Linked DNA regions of Gossypium hirsutum: region 1 is linked to region 2. Evidence: chromatin contacts called from public Hi-C data. All regions are on one chromosome and are shown on one strand. The core of a region is the stretch at or near the end of the contact, and the rest is flanking DNA. Distances in the headings are between cores, read along the strand shown. Region 1 holds the start of LOC107886704 (glycerophosphodiester phosphodiesterase GDPD1, chloroplastic). Region 2 has its middle 24 kb from the start of LOC107888111.

Region 1 (6,055 bases), core at 2,228-4,727, 240 kb after region 2:
ATTCTATGCCCCTAAAGGCTTCTAGAATGTTCTATTTCATTATCATTAGACTCATGCGATTTTAACGATCCCACCTGGCAAAATCCCTCTTAACATCAGGGGTGTTTACCGCAGTAAAATGTGTAGGTTGTTCTTCCCTTAGTGCAAGGTCTATATCCATATAGCCAAGCATTATAAGTAAGAATCTTTTCCATTCCTTAAAATTAGTCCTATTAAGCATGGGTATAGAATTTATATTAGCAGATACTGTGGCAACAGAATATGAACTAGCTGAATATAGAAAAATAAAAACAAGCTTAAATCAATATTCATAAGTAAACAATAAATTCAAGATAGTGGCTAATCTCATCTCAAGATACCAAATACAATATTAATATCAAGTCTTTGGACAGTAATATTAACAGTAAGCAATACTTTTGTTGTAGCAATCAAATATTGACAATAAATTATGTCAAACAATTAATTAATCTTTAGACTAACTTATTGCTCACATAAAATACCTTATAATTGTCACACATTTATCACTATAGATGTCATTTGAAGTTCTGTCAAATATTAACTTACCTTTGAGTCAATTAATAAATGCATGAATCACAAAAACATATAATCATCTCGATAGTTTAAATAAACTAATCTACACGAAAGAGGTTACTTTGGCGGCATTTTATTTTAACTAATATATTTAAAATATTATACATCATTAATTAAAAACCAAAATCCGAATTTATTTGTTTCAAAATATTTATCTTAATCTTATCTTTCAATCAAATGAAAAGATAATTGCGTGTGTATATATATGTATATATTTATTTATATACTTTTCCAAAACAATATGCATATATTATATATATAACCGAAACATGTATATGAACTAATCATGCATTTCATACATTGAATCAATCATAACGTGCATATATTATAAATATATAAACGAAACATATATATCAATCAATTTCTATACTGTGAATTTTTTTAACATTAAATTAAATGGCTTATATGGAAAAATAATAATAATAATAATTACATATGCGCAAACATGAACTGAAATTGAAACAAAACATGCAAATAGAAAATAAATAAATAAACAAACCATCTTTATTTATTAATTGATAAACTAAAAGCATATTTCAAACCCTAATAATTGAATTCATCAATTAAAAAAATCCAAATTAAAGATTAAAATCAAAACCCTAAAATTTCATAAATCATTCAAAAAAGAAAGAATATTAATTAATTCCCAATGATTCAATACGACGAGACTTTAATACCACTTGTTAGAATCATAAATTAATATATGATATAAAACTTAAGAAATCATAAAGCAAAATCTGTCATATCAAATCATCAAGAATAATACAAGTATAAAACTAGATGCAGAAGCGTATCTGAATTCATGGATCCCTTGAAATCTACAAATCTTGAGGATTTGATTTTCTAAATTAGCACACAAGAAATTTAGATAATATTTGATATCTCTTTCCTTCCTAATAATGGGATATTAAAAAAATATATATTGTATGTAATTTGGGGACCATAACCCTAATATTTATAACTTTGACATATTAGCCCTAATTCCTAATTAACACATCATTAATTAGAATTTGATTAGAACTTAATTACTATAGTATCTACACATATTTAACTCATACTTTATTTAATAATTAAAGCTCAATAAAACTTTAACCAAATTAGATCACTCTTAATTTAGGCTAATAGATAGTAAATAATAACATGTAATTATCTTTATTATATATGTGATGTCCATATTTTTCAACAATTTTTGCCATGAACTTAGATTAATGATATTTGCTCAATTTTGATGCAGGTATATTTTTAGCTTCAGTTCAAGTATTAAAATAAATTTTAAAAAGATACAAGTATCAAAGTAGACCTAATTATTAAGTTTATACGTCAAAAATCCTAATCAAAATAATATATAATTATTACATATTACCATACAAAACATAAGACTGTTTACTGTAAGAAAAAATATATATCATATTAAATATTAGAATGGTGTAAATTTTTATATATTCTTTTTCACGTACGTTTTCAATCCCCTTTAGTTCTTTTTAAATTTTCTTTACATATTACTCCTTATGATTTAGATCATTCCCTTAAATTCTGGTTCATCAATACCACATAATATGATATTCTGTGTTTTAGAATTTTCAGTAGCAATCTTCTCTTCTTCACTAGTCCATGTAGCTTCAGACTTTTATATTTTAACTCCCTCGACATTTGTAGTTGGTGTCTTCAAATTTGTCATGATAGAACATTATGTTTTCTCATCTATAAACTTGATGAAAACTCTCATCCTGACTTTTCAATAGGCATAGTTGAATCTATTCAATTTTGTGAGTGAAAATCAAGTGGGATCAAATTTACTATGTCAAATGTCTTAACTCTATTACCAAATTGAAAGAAAAAAAAACAATTAATCTTTGTGAGCAGATACAGGAATAACTATTAAACAAGTTGCAACTTAACCAAGTGATTGTGGAAGACCAACAAACAAACACTGGAAATTAATTACAAAGTTGATCTTATGTCATTTTAGCCTTCCTCCTTTTTATTGGTCATTGGAGACTGTTCACTTGAACTATAGCATCCTAGCATTACCGATGTACTAGAGAAACTGCTGGTCGATGAACTTAATCTAGGGCAAGACTTTAGTTTGGATACTTATGTCTAGTCAAGAATCTGATGAACATGCGTTGTTTGCTTTGGGTTTTCTTGAGATTGTTTTTGTTTGTTTTCAGTGTTGTTTTCGTAGTCATGTTCTTCACTAATTGGTTTGGAGCCACAGCATAAAACATTTGCCAGCCCTGTATCCATACAAAAAAAGAATCACAATTCTAGCTAGTTTAATCTATTTACGTATGAGCAGATTTGAAAATTTCTGGAAGGTTAATGAAATTCAGGAAGGTACTTTTCATGGACGAAAATTCTGAACCAAAATAATAGATTATTAAAATATTTATTTATGTATTGTATAGATTGTCCTTCCAATTCCACAGCCTTCTACAATTTTCTTCTTCTTTCCTGGTAAAAAAAAATGAGATCCCCGCAAAGCCCACACGTAATATATTTAACTATACAATAATTAATTAATATAATTTACTCATCATTAATATAATTAATATAGTTATATATAAAATGCTCTCATAATTTCAATGTTGTAAGCTAACAATAATACGATTTTTCTTTTATTATGATAAAATTAATTATCAATATAGTCACTTAATAAAGGAATAATTTCTTTATCTATTAATTTTTTTTACTATGTTTATCAACAAGTGAAACTATAATAAGTAATATAACTAACGGATAACCAAAAATAGAAGAAAAGAAAAAAATGGTAAAAATGTAAACGACCGTGATTTTCTCCTGTCCTCTACCTACGGAATATTCCATCTTAAGTTTCAAGTGTGCTCCCTCTAAAATAAATCTATAAAATAAATGGCCAAATATTCCAAAGAGATGAAAAATGTTTCTGGAGTCGGTTTAAATTCTCCACTTCCCATCTTTGTTTTTCATGTGATCTTGTTAAACAGTTCCTATGCCTGTTTCCACCGTCACCTGACCCCTTTCTTAAATTCAATGAATCTTAGCCAATTCATTAGAAAAGAATAGACAAGATATGGCCATGGCTCTCAAAGCGGTTCATGTTTGTGATGTGCCTAATCTTGATCAAGTCCCTGAGAATGCTGCATTAGCACTCTGCTCAACTCGTTTCCGAGCAGGTAAAGTTGTTGAATTTTCAATCTCCACCCTACCTTTCTTTTCTTTTTAGCTTAAAAGATCTTGTTTTAATGGGGGTATATGAATAGGTGTTAATGATGATAAAATATGCGAATGCAACATTCCCAAGTTTCTAGTAGTGGGTCACAGAGGGAACGGAATGAACATGTTGCAATCGCCTGATCCCAGAATGAAATCCATCAAAGAGAATTCTATTCTTTCTTTCAATGAGGCGGCTAAGTTTCCTATCGATTTCATTGAATTTGACGTTCAGGTGAGCCTACCATCTCTCTCCTCCCTTTCACCAAACATAGCGTATCCCGGTATAAAACCGGCGGCATGCCCCGCAATTAAACTAACTTCCACGTTTCTCTCAAATCCGCCGATGGTTTTTGAGAGAGAGAGAGCAAACATTTGTCTTTCAGTATTATTTGCCCTTTCTTAGAACTTCCTTTTCTTCCTTTTCCCTTTTTTTTTTAATTGTTGTTATTATTATTATCTACCCTACCAAACTAAGAAAAAAAGCGGTGAGGTTCTGTCTCTATTCGCCGCGAAATTGATAACTAGTTTTAATGGGGACTCGTAATGTCGATCTGGATGAGGTTGTTGTCTCATGCCCGGTAGGTCGTCAGGTGGCCCGGCCAACCCCACAATGAAAGAGATCCCACTTGCAACCCTGTTTAGCTGGTCTAAACCTTAATCTTTGATGTCTAATTCATTTTTTGTTTCATTCAGCATTCATTGTCGATTTAGTTATGAATCTGCTTTTTGTTGGGGCACTGATTGGTTTACCATTGTTTTCTTTGAATTGCCTTCTTTGGTGGTGTTTTTCTTTTTCTTTTTTTTTTTCTCTTTAAAAAAAAACTACATGGATGAACAAAGAACCTTTAGACGGATCTTGTAAACAAATACCAAAAAAACCTATTTGTTGTAGGTGACGAAAGATGACTACCCTGTCATTTACCATGACAACTTCATCCTCCATGAAGAAAAGGTTAGCTATTTTCACCTTTCCTCTCATAGTTTTGCATGATTCATACCCTATAATTGGTTAAGTTGCTAAATATTTTGGGTGTCAATTCCAGGGTGCCATTGTTGAGAACAGAGTTACAGAACTTGCTTTGGCTGAATTTCTTTCCTATGGACCTCAGAAACACCCTGGAAGTGTAATAATCTTTGACCTTTCTCTTTTGATCGACCATGTTCTTTTTTTGGTCTTTTGATTGACTAGTTTGCAATTCAGGAGGGAAAACCGCTTTACAGGAAAACAAAAGATGGAAGGTTCTTCGAGTGGAAGGTTGAAAAAGATGCTCCTTTGTGTACACTTGAAGAGGCTTTCCATAATGTCGATCAATCGGTGGGCTTTAATGTTGAATTGAAGTTTGATGATTTTATTGTTTATAAGGAAGAGGAACTCACACGTATACTTAAAGCTATCTTGAAGGTAAATGCTTGTTTTAGCCTTCAAGTGGTGGGGAACTCGAGACATTTTAATATTTACATTATGGTTTTTAACTAATGGATGCGGCTTCTAAAATTCATGACCAGGTGGTGTTTGAGAATGCAAAGGGCAGACAAATCTTGTTTTCTAGCTTTCAACCTGATGCAGCCCGGTTGATTAGAAAATTACAGAGCACATATCCCGTAAGTGCAGATTTTCCGGTTCCAATTGATCTTGGTTTGCCAACACTGACATCCAAGCACATACATTGTTGATTGAGGCTTTTTCTTTTTTTTTTTTAATATTGATATCAGGTATATTTTCTCACCAATGGGGGAAGTGAAATTTACACAGACGTAAGGAGGAATTCCTTGGAGGAGGCTATTAAGCTCAGCCTTGAAAATGGCTTGCAGGGGATCGTATCCGAAGTCAAAGCAGTGTTTAGAAATCCTGGAGCGGTTGGAAGAATCAAAGAATCAAAGCTTTCCCTCATGACCTACGGTCAATTAAAGTAAGTTAAAACAGTTGTTAAAGCATTATTTGTTTCGAATTGTATTCGCCTAATCCGTGCATTGTTTTGCAGTAATGTCCCGGAGGTTGTATACATGCAACATCTAATGGGTGTTGAGGGAGTTATTGTGGACCTGGTTAAGGAGATTAGTGAGTCAGTATCAGATTTAACCCATTCAAAGGAGGGAGAAGAGAAAAGCTTGTATGGGGAGGAGGATGGGAAGAAGGAAGTGAAAGCAAAGCCACAATTTTCCAAGGATGAACTCTCCTTCCTATTGAAGCTAATACCAGAGCTGATGATTCAGGCTTGATTTAAGCATATCTAATATTTGGATACCCTCAAAAGTAGAAAGAATATAT
Region 2 (6,158 bases), core at 2,291-4,790:
TTCTACAAAAACCTTGTTCCCATACTAGCTCAATAATAAGTTGGTACAATTGAGACTTAGAACATTTATGACCAAGTGAATACTTCAAGCCACACCAAAAACAAAGGCCATTCTTCCTTCTGTCCTCCAACTCCACTTGTGACAAGGACTTAGATGGAATTCTTTGTTCTGAACTACTATTCACTGACCCCATGCTGGAATAACGTTCCCCGTTCCTTGCTGCCCTCTCGAAATGAGGAAAAGAGGTCGCGACGAACTACTTGCACTACCAACAGTGAACCCCTTCTTTATTGGTCCCAGTACAACATTTTCAACTTGCCGAGCTAAATTATAAACTTCGACCAGCGTTTGTGGCTTAAAGAAGATATTGCCCTATTTCAGTCTTCAAGTTGCTGATAAATATGCTTAAAGCATATTGTTTAGGTAAGTTCAACTGATTTAACAAACTCAAAAATCCATCATGGAACTGGTCAACAGATCCATGTTGTTTAAGTGTTACCAGTTCGGTCATGGGATCAAGGAAGGGATCAGTTCCAAAACGTTCCCTAATTCCTCTAGCATACATCTCCCACGTTAACAGATGCAACCCTCTATGTCTATGCACAAAGAAATGATGCCAGTCTAACGTCTTTCCTTCCAAATGCAACATGACTACTCTAAGGGATTTGTTATGGAATGTTTTTCTTATTTTCGTTATTTCTGTTAATTCTCTTGTGTTGTACGCTGCGTTTTATCTCGTTTCTGTTCTAGTGATACGGTGCGTTTTTACTATTAGTTAAACGATGTGTTTTAGTCTATTGTACTTAGTGTGGGTTGTTATTTGAATTCCTTATATACTCGACAGACGGAACAAAAACGGTTATGAAAAGTTTAACACAAAATTCCAGTATTCTCTCTTATTTTTTTCTCTCTTTTCTTTCGATCTCTTCTTTCTTTTTCTATAAATTTTCTGTTCAAATTCTTTCTGTGACAAAGGTATCAGAGCTCTGTCGATTCTCATGGCTGTGGAGGGAGTGACTACAAGAATGCAAGAGTTTGGCATGATGCAAGGAGAACTTACTCAGTTGCAGGTTGAGTTTTCTCAGCTGGATGCACGGATTGATGCGCGTTTGAAGGATTTTCAAGAAGGAATTAAGTCGGAGGTGCGTTCGGAGGTAAGATCTGAACTTCATTCTTTATTTGAACAGTACTTTGGACAAAATCCTTCTGCTACGGTTATTGGTATAATGACTGGTACCTTTCTACGCAGGCGGGGTAAAGTTGTGGTAGGCAATGATTCCCAGCTTCAAAGACACATTTTTGGACTTTTTCACGATAGTGCTTTGGGGGGTCATTCTGGTGTCCATGCTACCCATCACCAGATTTTGGCCTTGCTTTACTGGAAGGGTCTTTTTAAATATGTTAAGTAGTGGGTTCGTGAATGTGTTGTCTGTCAACGCTGCAAAGCTGACAATTCTGCTTATCCTGGGCTTTTGCAACCGTTGCCTATACCGGATCGTGCTTGATCGGTCATTAGTATGGATTTCATTGAAGGTCTGCCATTATCCCAAGGACATTCTGCCATTTTTGTGGTGATTGACCGTTTGACCAAGTATGGTCATTTCGTTACCTTGGTTCACCTTGTCACTGCTTTCACTGTGGCTCAAGTATATCTTCATCATATTTACAAGTTGCATGGCATATCTGAGTCGATTGTATTTGATCGCGATCGAATTTTCTTGAGTAACTTTTGGCAGGAATTATTTCGACGTTTGGGGGCCAAATTAAAGCTGTCTACTACCTACCACCCTCAAATTTATGGCCAGATAGAAATTCTCAACAAATGTTTAGAGAGTTATTTGAGGTGTATGACTGGGGAAAAACCTCTTTCTTAGGCGTCTTGGCTACCTTTGGCGGAGTGGTGGTACAATACCTCCTATTATTCAGCCATTCAAACAACTCCCTACGCGGCTCTCTATGGACAAGACCCACCTATTCACTTGCCTTACTTGCCTGGAGCTTCTTCAGTGGCTACTGTTGATCGTACATTGCAACACCGGGAGGCTATGCGCCAAGTTTTAAAGTTTCATCTTACTAGAGCTCAGGACCGAATGAAACAAATGGCAAACAAGCATCGTTCGGAGCGGGAATTCCAGGTGGGCGACTTGGTGTATTTGAAGTTCCAACCATATCGCCAACATTCTCTGCGCAAATTCAAGAACCAGAAGTTGTCACCTCGGTATTTTAAACCTTTTCCTGTGGAAGCTCGTGTTGGACAGGTCTCCTACAAACTGTCATTACCGCCTAATGCTCGTATCCACTCTACGTTTCATGTCTCTCAGTTAAAGAAGCATATTGGTTCAGCAGTGAGTGCTTCTACCTTGCCACCTATGGGGTCTGATGGTGCTCTTCTCAAGACTCCAATTTGAATACTGGATAGACGAATGGTTAAACAGGGGAACCATGCTGCTGTGAAGGTTTTCGTTGAATGGGCGCACACCTTCCCTGAGGATTCCATTTGGGAAAGTCTACAGGCTTTTCAGAGTCGTTTTCCTGCATTTGATCCTTGAGGACAAAGATCCTTTTCAGGAAGGGAGTATTTGTTATGGAATGGTTTTCTTATTTTCGTTATTTCTGTTAATTATCTTGTGTTGTACGCTGCGTTTTATCTCACTTCTGTTCTAGTATACGGTGCGTTTTTGCTATTAGTTAAACGATGTGTTTTAGTCTATTGTAATGTTAGTGTGGGTTGTTATTTGAATTCCTTATATACTCGACAGAAGGAACAAAAACGGTTATGAAAAGTTTTAACACAATTCCAGTATTCTCTCTTGTTTCTTTTCTCTTTTCTCTCAATCTCTTATTTCTTCTATAAATTTTCTGTTCAAATTCTTTCCGTGTCTGTACCTGTTTGCTTTACATAGTTTTCTTCATTTTAGCTTTCAAACCCACATCTGCATACTTTAAAATGCCTGTTGTGAGTTAATAACTATTGTCGCAGATAAGCGGTTTGAAGAAATACAGAAGCACGAGATAAGATTACCCCAAGAGAAGCCTTCTTAACGTGTTTCTTTGGCATAGGAAATCCCAGTGGCTGTAGCTTGTGAGTAAGTGGGAGAGGAAGAGGCCTCTTTCTACCTACTTTTCCAATTTTTTGTAACAATGCAACCCTTAGCTGAAAAAGCTCTTCTTGCAATTGAAAAGGGAGAATTTTCCATTATTCCTGAAAGATTTGAGAAGGTATGATGGAAAGCATAACTCTTCATATGGACTCTAACTTTACTCACCTTATCATTTTCCCTTAACTCATGCTGTTCTACCTTATCTACGTTTCCTAATTAAAGTACCTGCATTTTATGCTCATGTGAACATGTTTAAGCGAACACAAATTAAAGGACCTTCTAAGCATAAGGAAAATTTTGGAAAACATGCATGTTTCCAGGTAGGACACAATCATGTCCGATGATGGTACCATTTTAGTCATTTTCTAGTCTCCATCTAGCTAAATCTTCCTCCCTGTTGAGAGAATGGCCACATTTTGTCATTCTTCATAGTTCAACACCTCTCAACACATGTTACTGTCATCTGGGACCTTTCTAACCTTTCTTCCTATTTAATCGATATTTTACTTTAAGTTTACTTCTGCTGGCTAGTTTCTGCCTTTGCTCACTTCTGTTTATTTTAATTACAGATTTATAATCATTAGCGGACAAATATCAAGGATTGGTGCATAAGCAGACAGCTGTGGTGGGGCATCGCATACCTGTTTGGTACATTGTTGGAAAAGACTGTGAGGAGGCATACTTGTTTGGTACATTGTTGGTAAAGGCTGTGAAGAGGCATACCTGTTTGGTACATTGTTGGAAAAGACTGTAAAGAGGAATACATAGTTGCTAAGAGTGCTGAGGAAGCTCTTATGAAGGCTCGTGATAAATATGGAAAGTTATTTTTTACCTAGAGTTTCTCCGTCTTTTTTGGTACATAATTAGCTTTCTTCTCTAACTGATTGGATGGGATGATATTATATTACAAGCTAGAGTTCACAACCAGTCTTTGTCAATTCTATTTTTACTGTCCCTTTGATTTTATTTTCTTATTATGTTGTGTTTATGTTAAGGGATTGTTGTAGGCCAATTTTGGGCCCGTTTACACTTTAGGCCCAACATACATCAAACCCATTTACAGCAAACCCAATACCAATTAGCCCAAGTAACCCATTTTAACCCAAGCCTAATCCCTAAATTTAACCCAAACTAAATTGAACCCAATCTACCCAAACCCAAAACAATTCAGACCCAAATCCCTTAGCCCAATAGTATAGCTCGAATTAGAAAACAAAAAAAAGGAAAACCTAACCCTAGCCTCAACTTTCGACGCCACTTGCTTCTGACACCGACTAACTACCCACTGACCGCCTGCACCATCGGTCACCTCTACCGCCCGTGTTAGCACCCACTCGCCTGCAAAGATCAAAAGAGAGGGGACAGTTAATGATAAAAAATAATGTACATGGCTATAAAAGCCAAATTGAAAATCAGTGTAAAGGGGGGGCATTTTTCTTAAATACAAACACGAAATATTCGAAACAGAAATTCAAACATAAAAAACATAGAGATCTCATACAAAAGAATCAAATCGGAGCACTAAAAGAGGTGACTTTATCATTTATTTTCTCATTTTCAATTTTTTTTATTTTTTTCTTTTTTCTTCCAAATCTGTTATACATATATAATAAATAAAAAGGAAAATAAAAAATAAAAGAAAAAAATTACCTTTTCCGGCCATCGTGCACGGTGGCTGGCGGCGATGGCCGACGACGGTCCGGCTATAGTCCGCCGATCGGACGGTGACTGGCCTTGTGGCCGGAAATCTCCCTCAGCTTCCTCTCTCCCTTTTATTTTTCTTCACTTTGGCTGCAAATGATTTTTTTGAAAAAAATTGGCCTTTTATAGCCTCCCAAAACGACGTCGTTTTGTCCTAGATCGGGTCGACTAGACCCTACCCACTCAGGATCCGCGTGTTTTTGCTCTTAGGGTTTTATTGCGCGCGCGGTCCTTTTGCATTTTCATACTTTTACAATCAAGTACTTTTTCGTTTTTTAATTTGGCCCTAAAGTATATATCGCTTTGCGATTTAGTCCCTCTTGCTGTGTTGTGATTTGAGGGGAGGAATAATTGCTTTTTTAGTCCTCCCTTGTTTTGCGCACATCCAAATCAATCCTGTTTTCCTTTATTTATTTTTAAAATTACCCCAAAATATTGTTTTAATTTAAATTTTATCCTTTTGCACCCTCTTTTACGTATTTTATTTTATTTTGATATTATTTACACTATTATATTTTATTAATATCATTATTATATCTATTATCAATATTTTGTTATTATTATTAGTACTAATATTTAGTTTCAATTAGTATTTATGTGCACATATATATGTATATATTTATATAGTACTATGGTTATTTTTAATATATATATATTGTATATGCTTTTCATATATATTATGTAAGTATTTTTAATACTATTAATTATATATTTTTATATATATTATGTATATATTTTTAAATATCCTCCTATTCATATATTTTTATGTTATCTCATGTATATATATTTTAATATCATTAGTTATATATTTTTTATATTATTTCATGTATATATTTTTATATTATCCTTATTATTATTATTAATATTAGTATATGTTTTATTATATATGTATATATCTTTAATATGTAATGTATATATCTTTAATATACATATAGGTATATATTTATGTAATATTATTAATAGGTGTTTTTTAACATCATTATTTCTAATATGTATATATTATGTAAATATTTTAATATTATATTATATATGCATTTTTTTATATATATTACGTGTATACACTTTTTAATATTGTATTTTTATATATATCATGTATATATTTCGAATACTATATTATATTTTTTACATATTATCTTATGTATATATTTTTTATATATGTTATGTACATAATTTTTTTAATATTATATTTTTTAATATTATTATGTATATATTTTAATATTACTAGTTATATTTTTTTATACTATTTTATGTATATATTTCAAACACTATATATTATATATTTCTAACACCATTACTATTTATATAAATATTATGTACATACTTGTAACATCATTATTATGTATATATTTTTAATAT

Evidence for each region. A called contact is a pair of places that touch in the nucleus more often than the background predicts.
Region 1: a contact with region 2 is called in a Hi-C map of fibers, with 2.1 times the contacts expected there. The contact joins the promoter of LOC107886704 here to the enhancer-like site in region 2. A contact is called at or near these places in 7 of 34 Hi-C or Micro-C datasets (callus, fibers, leaf and 1 more).

The regions. Positions count from the first base shown.
Region 1 is chrA03:104,079,527-104,085,581 of Gossypium_hirsutum_v2.1, forward strand. LOC107886704 (glycerophosphodiester phosphodiesterase GDPD1, chloroplastic) reads left to right here and starts at 3,478. Exons shown (of 8, transcript XM_016810754.2): 1 at 3,478-3,746; 2 at 3,834-4,018; 3 at 4,679-4,738; 4 at 4,830-4,910; 5 at 4,988-5,188; 6 at 5,293-5,388; 7 at 5,500-5,696; 8 at 5,769-6,055. The coding sequence starts at 3,644. The coding sequence ends at 6,006.
Region 2 is chrA03:103,836,356-103,842,513 of Gossypium_hirsutum_v2.1, forward strand. It overlaps the pseudogene LOC107887735. Among protein-coding and RNA genes, the nearest start is that of LOC107888111, 24 kb to the left of the region's middle. Within about 2 kb of position 3,541, at least 1 of the 9 cell types and tissues checked has an H3K27ac peak or open chromatin away from gene starts, as enhancers often do. A contact at or near this core is called in fibers, where this site is marked.